2 separate regions of the Mus musculus genome follow, and region 2 is linked to region 1. The links are chromatin contacts, called in public HiChIP or PLAC-seq maps. All regions are on one chromosome and are shown on one strand. Each heading gives the region's core, a stretch centred on a gene start, on an enhancer-like site or on the middle of the called end of the contact. The rest is flanking DNA. Distances are from core to core; before and after follow the strand shown. Region 1 holds the start of 0610040J01Rik (RIKEN cDNA 0610040J01 gene). Region 2 overlaps 0610040J01Rik (RIKEN cDNA 0610040J01 gene).

Region 1 (3,795 bases), core at 923-3,422:
GATCTTGACAGCGTTCTTTTCTGAATTATCAAGGGGGTTTATCTGCAACCAAACAATCACTCTAATGATCAAATTTAGAAATGAGACAGGTTCTTTAAGCAAGAACCCAAACGAGCCCAATCAGGGTCCCTGGGAAATTGTAGAAGTGGGTCCATGTAAGACACTGTCTAGGGAGGGAAAACTAGCTCTAAGGAGGCTAGTACTCAGTCACGCAAAAAGCCGGAGTCCTTTCTAAGAAACATGGGCAGTGGGCTACTGGGCACCTCCACCAGTGACAGGAAGAGGTCAGGGCTTGCTTTGCCCTTGGGCTGAGACTGGCTCCTGGTCCCAGCATTGAGAACACAGGTTTCAGGTTCTGAGAAGTGCTGGGTCAGAAGTTAGGGAATCTTTCCATTTTTAGGAAAGAGAATGTGCTGAGACAGTAAGCAAGGGTTTTGTTTTGTTTTGTTTTGTTGTTTGTTCGTTTGTTTCATCTTAAATTCCAGGTCTGCAAAATTTCTTTGGAATATAGTGAACATGAACCACATTTATCTTTAGAAATTACTAGGTATCAAAACCTTCCTGGGTAATGAGTCCCCAGGGGGCATGAAATAAACATTGATTGTAGAAGAAGTGAAGGAGCAGGATCAAAAGATGGGCAAGAGTTGGTGAGCAGGAGAAATGAACCACACATCACCTTCCTGTGTCTGCCTGTCACCTCTGAATCTCCCACTGAGCCTTGGAGCTGGCTGTTTACTGATTCTTCATACTTCCCAGAAACACTAACAACCCAGAACTCTCCTAAAGGACCGAGGCTCCATATTGTTGTTGTGGAGACCTGTCCTAGGACAAGGATTTTTACCAAAGAGGCTAGCAAGGTGTTTCAGAGGCACTGGTGCTTAGATGAGGAGAGCTACCATCTCCTCTTTACAGTAGTAACTGGAAACATATATGGGAGATACTATTATTTCTTCCTAAAAATAGTATCAACTAGACAAGTATAAGGGAAATACTATTGTATCCTCCTTAAGATAGTATTAACTGGAAAATTATGTGGGAGGAAACAACTTCAACAAATACAGAACCAACTGCCTTTAAAAAATAACCACTACTCCCACTTCTTTTCCATTCACGGTTCCAAGACTTTCTTTTCTCCAGCGATATTCTTCACCATAGCTGAGTTACAGCCACCCAAGGCAATCAGCCACAGGCCACAACCAACAAACACTCTCGCAGAAACCAGCACAGAAGTGACTCCTGGAACACCCACTTCCTCTACATTCATCGCGCAAATGTCTATACCAGGATGGAAAAGTAGACATTCAGAGTCGATGGAGATGGAATTATTTTGTTTTGCATTTAAGGTTAATTATGGTTCTGGGAGTGGGTAAAAGTCCCCCTGATATCTGCCTGGTATTACTGGAAAATTCTGCATTGGTGATATATATATATATATATAATCTCACCTCATCAGGGCTGTCCAGGCTACAAAGACCCAGGCGATTGACCTGGTAGATATTTGTCTATTAAATATTTACAGCCTGCGACCATTTAGCTCTCTCTCTTTGGCGCCCACTTTCCTAGTCCCAGGCTCTTGCGGAACACCACAGCGTCGTTGTCCCTTCATGCACCCTCACCATCGCCATAGACCCAACCCCAGAACCCAAGGACATTTCAAAGAAGGGCGGGGGCGATCAAATTCCTTTCCCGTTTTAATCAATAAAACCCCCCTAGAAGCGTAAATATGGTGACCCCGGGACACAGGGAGATGGGAAGATCTCTTACAATTTGTCCAGGTTTAAGTTCCCAGGAACAGCAGAGAGCTCAGGAATTGGGAGTTTAAAAATAAACCATTTTACCCAACCAGCACCAGCGCCTTTAGTTTGGAAACCTGTTTCTTGTCGCCACTCTTAGCATGCCTAGGTTGAATTCCGTGACTTCTCCTGAAGTCATCAAATCATCCATTGCCTTGCCTCATAGTTCCTCCTCGCGTCCCCTTGAGAGAAGGGGAGCCCAGAAGCAAAGTCGGGACTCCCGCCCAGGACCAGCCCTCTTCCCGGAGGAGCCCGGCGCAGTCCCGGACCGTACTTACCTGCGGCGGGGCGGCGGCTCCAGAGTCGCGGCGCCCATGGCTTCGTGGGCCTCGGGCGTCCGCGCTGGGACACGCGAGTGGGTCAGCGACGCCCGGAGCCTGTCGCGCTGCAGCCTCAGCCCGGGCTGCGGTCATTGGGCCGCCGCGTCACGTGGACGGGGAGCGGGCGAGCCTCCCAGGCAAGGGTAACCCTTTACCTGCGCCTTGGCCCGCGTGCGCAGGCGACAGGGACAAGGGGACGTCCGGTGATCTATGTTTGAGTGAGTGGTCAGCGAGCCAGCCCGCATTAGTTGCTAGATCGAGCGCACATTGCTTGTCGCCCGCCCGATGGCTAGACAATCTGCTCAGACGCTGCAGTGACGGTCGTTCCTAGGGGCTACAAACTTGCCTGTGCCCCAAAGGCTATTAGTGGGACACGTGAAAGAACCCCGGTTTCAGACCCCTTCCCTTGGAGTGTCAGGATATGGGACACTTCACCCAACACACTTTACCTACGAAGGGTAGAGAACCGGTGCTTTAATCTTGAAATTCGGTTTAAGATTTCGGTCTTCGGTCCACCTGGCCCAGAAGCTGTGGAGAGCTGGCATTTCCAGAAGCCAGGAAAATGTGTTGAGCAATTGCGCCATCTAGCTTCCTCTCTTTCCTCTCCATGCTCAAGGCTCGCAGTGAGAGGATTAAAAGGCAATGCGGGGAGAAGCAACTGAGAGAACTTCCCAAAGACCTAATTTTCTCCAGCGAGTTTTGAGTTGGACATCCCCGCTGTCTTCACAGGCATTTGCCACGCTCTATGGGAGAACACTCAGTGGTTTTTTTGTCCTTTTTAGTGCTAAAATACCTTTGTGCTTTCAAATGTCGATTTACGAGGGAAATCATACGTTGTTGAATGTCATTTATTGATTTGAAGAAAAAAATTTCTTGTTAGAATAAATGATGCTCAGGTTCAATTTCCAGCCTTGTCAGAAATTCCATGGGATACTGGTCCATTTATATATGAATTAGGTTTTTCGGATCAAAAAGAGACTTTGGAATTTGTTTTGGGTTTTTAGAGTCAGTGGGGAGAAACTTTGAGGTTCAACTCAGTAGTAGTAAAGAGAGGAAGGTAAGAAACTTGATAATGCCTTTAGTTTTCTTTTAACTCTTGGGTATTTAAAGTTCTTTTAAAGTAATTGTTTTGTTGAGAACTACATACACAATTGCATCTGATTGTTGTTTACAATATCACCAAAGCTTTCCAATGCTGCCTGCCATGTTTAAAGATATTTTGGGGTGGGGGGAGGTATATATGGGAATTCTCAGATCAACGGTGTGTGTGTGTGTGTGTGTGTGTGTGTGTGTGTGTGTGTGTGTGTGTATGTGTGTGTGTGAAGGTATCTGGAGAGGTTCTCCAAGGTCGTGTTCACTCACCTGGGAATTCCCGAGCGGCACTAGTCCTTGGCTATTTCCTGCTCCAGCCACAAGGGTACCCCTTGCACGGGTACACAGGGAACTTATTTTCTCCCTATTTTGCTGCTGAGTCTGGAATTCTAGAATGCAAGAGCTATTTCATTTACTTCCGTGTTCTTGGTGGAATGTGTGACTGGGTAAATGCTTGCTGACTGAATTCATCAGCTACTTCTGTATATTTGGAGAGAAACAAACAAACAAACAAACAAACAAACACAAACTTGGGCATACTAGTAACATCCAGTGATCTTTAGTAAACTAGCTGAATTTCTCACCTGCAA
Region 2 (3,795 bases), core at 660-3,159, 47 kb before region 1:
AATGGATATGCTTTACCAGTGCTCTGATTCCTGGGGTGGCACTGGCCCAGGTACTGAGAGCTATGGTGCTACCAGAATACAACAGTTGTAGGAAGTTACCTCCAAGGTGCTGTGTGGGTGGAGGCCAGTAAACCATGGGTGGTGGGGGTGGAGCCTAAGGCCTTGTCGAGGGGCAGCCTCTGCCCTCTGAGTCTGGCCTGTGAGACATGGAATTAAGGGTTATTCTCACACTTTAAGATTCAGTGTTATTGCTCTTCCAAAGGTCCTGAGTTCAATTCCCAGCAATCACATGGTGGGTAACAACCATCTGTAATAGGATCTGATATGATACTCTCTTATGGTATGTCTGAAGACAGCTACAATGCACTCATATAAATAAAATAAATAAATCTTAAAAAAAAAACATTCAGTGTTGTTTCCTGTCCCTCACCCTACTATCTGCTCCTCTGGCCTCTTACTCGTCTAGATTTCTCCCTTCTGAAAGGGTGAAATCCAACCTGCATTTGTGCCACCTACGTAATTTGAAACCCCAGACCTGTTTTCACCACAGACTCATAGCTTTCGAGATTTGCCTCAGGATGTATTATATATCATTCGATTTGCCCCCATTTGACTCAGAGACGACTCTGGACTTTTGAGTTGATGCAGGAGCCAGTTAAGGCTTACAGCCATAAGAGATGGATGAAGATATTTTGCATGTGAGAAGGATATGCATGTTAGGGCCACAGGCAGAAGCCCGTGGCCTGAATCTGTGTCTCCTTGGAAATTCATGCTGACACTTAGCTGTCATTCTAACACTTGGGACTTGCAGCCCTAAAGATTTGATCGATGAGTGCTCTGTCCTTATGGATTGGATTTCAGTGTTAAAAGGGTGACTGACTTTCACAGCCCTGTGTCGTCTTTGCCTTTCTTTGTCAAGAGATGGGAGGGAAAGATCTTCCTGTCAATGCCAGATATAAGCTTCTTGATATTAGACTTTCTGCATAGCAAACTGTGGGTCAGTAAGTTTGAATTGATTCTAAGTTAGCCCATCTCAGGTGTTCTCTCAGCACTGAACACTGCTGTCTGCTCTAACTCGATCATCTCATCAGTAGGTCCTCAGCTCTGATGGGATACCCGATGGGCCTGCATCTCTCAAGCCTTCACTGTCAGTAGATATGGCTCAACACCACATCTTCTTCAAGATCCTATCCTTCTCCTGTCTCCATGTCTTCCGGCCCTACCTCTACACTAAGACTGAATAAAGTTAAGCTATGCACTCAGTATCTAAATGTAATAACTTGTTCTTGATCCTCTCTGAATTTTTACATCCTGCATATTTGTGATCCCTTCATGCCTATAGTTCAATATTAACACCCAGTGTAGCTGTACTTAGAGGTGTACCTTTAATCGAGGTAACTGAGGTTAATGGAGGTCATAAGGACGAGGCCCTTACCTAATAGCATTAGTGTCTTATAAACCCATTATCCTTGAACCAAGGAGAGGCCATATGAAGACAAGCAAAGATGAGCCATCTGAAGGCTAGGGAAAAAGACTTCCTCAGAGACTAAAACGTACTGGAACTGTGATCTTGGACTTCCCAGCTTCTGGAAATATAAGAAAATACCTTTCTGTACTTTAAGTCACGCAATCCTTGGTTTTTGGTTAAGGTGGCCCAAGAAGGCTCCTTGATATCTTTTAACAACTGAGAGGAGCCAAGCAGAGGTAGATTGGAAGTTCTGCCCAGTTTTGAAGTCAGGCGTTAGCACTGACAAGTCCACTGTAGCCCCAAAGGGTCTTAATCTCATGGCATCTCTGTATGATAATCCAAAGGTCCCCACTCAATACTCCGCACTCATCAACATCTCAGACCATTCTAGAGCATCCCATCGGGACAGCCTTCCGGAAGTTGCCCACACTGCTTCCTGACATGTGTTCTTTCACTTCCTCATCTGCTTCCTCCTCTAAATAAAACTCTGGCTTGCTGACCCTCGGCCTGTGTCTATCAGAACTTTTACTAATGAGACCGAGGACCTGGGTAGAGAAGGGTCCGACTTCCCTACTTCTTCTGCAGTAGGAGGGGACTTGAATTTTAGTGTCTTCATGACGGGAAAACAGGAGTAGTATTCAATGCTATGTCCCAATCAAACTATAAATGTATGGGTTTACCTCACACTACAGAGAATTCTCTTCCTCAAAATGCTATTTGCACCCTACTGAGGAAACAGCAGAAAAACAGTGTCTGGGAGATAATAAATGTAGTATTCACTTTACTCATTCCCGCAAGTGAATTATTATTTTGTGACAATAATTTTTAAAGTAATTTTCCAGTGAAGCTTGAAAATTACCACAAATTAGAATAAACAGTTATGTATTCTTGGACGAGGGTGTATATTGACAAATATCATCCTTATTTACTTATTTATTTTTCTTATTTTTGTGTGTATTGGTAGGACACCAAGTAAATGCAGTGGACTGAACATGTTAATCGGACATTTTTTTCCTTTACTATAAGTAGCTTAGGGAAACCATTAAAAGAAGGAAGGGCTCATTTTCACTCATGGTAGCAGAGACTTCCAGTCAGGGCTGCTTGGCTCTATTGTTCTGCACGTGTAGTGAGGCAGACATCAGGGAGGACAAAGTTGCTCCTGAGATGGCAGACAAGAAGCAAAAGAACCATGAAGGGGTGGGGACAGGTAGGTTTCCAGGATGAGACAGTGACTTCCTTCCTTCTACTGTGCCTTCAATTTTCAAGTTTTCCACTCACTCCCGATGTACTATCATACAATAAATCCATCACAGCATTCATTCATTCATTCATTCATTCATTCATTCATTCATTCTCATTCCTTAGGTTCCCCAGTATGCAGACAAGTTTTTTTTTTTTTTGACACTTTAACAATATGAGATTTATTGACTACCAGTTACACATTGGGAAGCTATTTTACAATCTTTAAGGTAAGGTTTGTTTGTTTGTTTGTTTTTTCCTTCAGTAAATCCATCTAACAGATGCAGAGCTGGAGCTGGAGAGAGGAAATGCTATCCTCCCTTCAATGGTCAAGGCACCAGGTCTACTTATATTAGCCCAACCACAAACACAGATACTGGACTGTGGTATTATTTCATGACATCTCTAGCTTCATTAAGTAAATGAAATTCTTCAGTCCCAATATAATATTTGGAGCAACTGTAATACATATGGCTGATCATGGACTCAGATGTCAGTAAAAGGCACATGGCAGAGTTTGGACTCAATTCATTCCTACTACAGTGGACGTCTCTAAACTAGCTGTCCTTCTCCTGCATGTTTTATCTCAGGATTGAGGGGATCCACAGTGCAGACAAGTTTTTATGAGCTGATCCTGTAGCTTGGGACAAACATTTTGAGGGATACTTCATATCTAAATGATGTCTGTCTGTCTGTCTGTCGGTCTGTCTGTCTCTTTCTCAATAAAACAGGGGAAGGTGACAGCAGTATTTTTGGAAGATAGAGGCAGGTAGGTAAATGGTGCTCACTTAGTGGACCTTAGCAGAGTGAACTAGATGAAGGAAGGGGTACTACAGAGATCCTCAAATGGCTTGCACTTGCTTCAGGTGGTGGGCCCAAATGCAGAGGATTGATCTGTGTCTAAGCGCAGTAGACAAATTTCTGTTTCCCTTCCTGTAAGCCACTGGTGGCTATACTTCCTCCAATCTAGAAGTTGCCTGGAAGATTATCTTAAAGTAAGAGCTAATGCAGAAGGCCTCTGAAGTGGGGCCTTCTCTACCAGCAATATTGAAGGTCGGATACCATGTTCTGTTACCTGGAAAAAAAAA

What was found. HiChIP or PLAC-seq counts read pairs in DNA pulled down with a chosen protein or histone mark.
Region 2: a contact with region 1 is called in an H3K27ac HiChIP or PLAC-seq map of microglia, with 4 times the contacts expected there. The contact joins the enhancer-like site here to the promoter of 0610040J01Rik in region 1. A contact is called at or near these places in 7 of 39 promoter capture datasets (the C10 cell line, embryonic stem cells, liver and 2 more), 1 of 15 datasets of contacts at CTCF or cohesin (large pre-B cells), 31 of 484 Hi-C or Micro-C datasets (B cells, Sertoli cells, bone marrow-derived macrophages and 18 more), 9 of 115 datasets of contacts at active chromatin or transcription factors (bone marrow-derived dendritic cells, embryonic stem cells, fetal liver and 5 more) and 5 of 9 other capture datasets (adipose tissue, embryonic stem cells, liver and 2 more).

Annotation. Positions count from the first base shown.
Region 1 is chr5:63,810,872-63,814,666 of GRCm38.p6, reverse strand. 0610040J01Rik (RIKEN cDNA 0610040J01 gene) reads right to left here and starts at 2,172. Exons shown (of 4, transcript NM_029554.4): 1 at 2,072-2,172.
Region 2 is chr5:63,857,210-63,861,004 of GRCm38.p6, reverse strand. The region is part of intron 1 of 0610040J01Rik (RIKEN cDNA 0610040J01 gene); the gene reads right to left. Among named protein-coding and RNA genes, the nearest start is that of 0610040J01Rik, 47 kb to the right of the region's middle. Within about 2 kb of position 1,909, at least 8 of the 459 cell types and tissues checked have an H3K27ac peak or open chromatin away from gene starts, as enhancers often do. A contact at or near this core is called in B cells, microglia and pro-B cells, where this site is marked.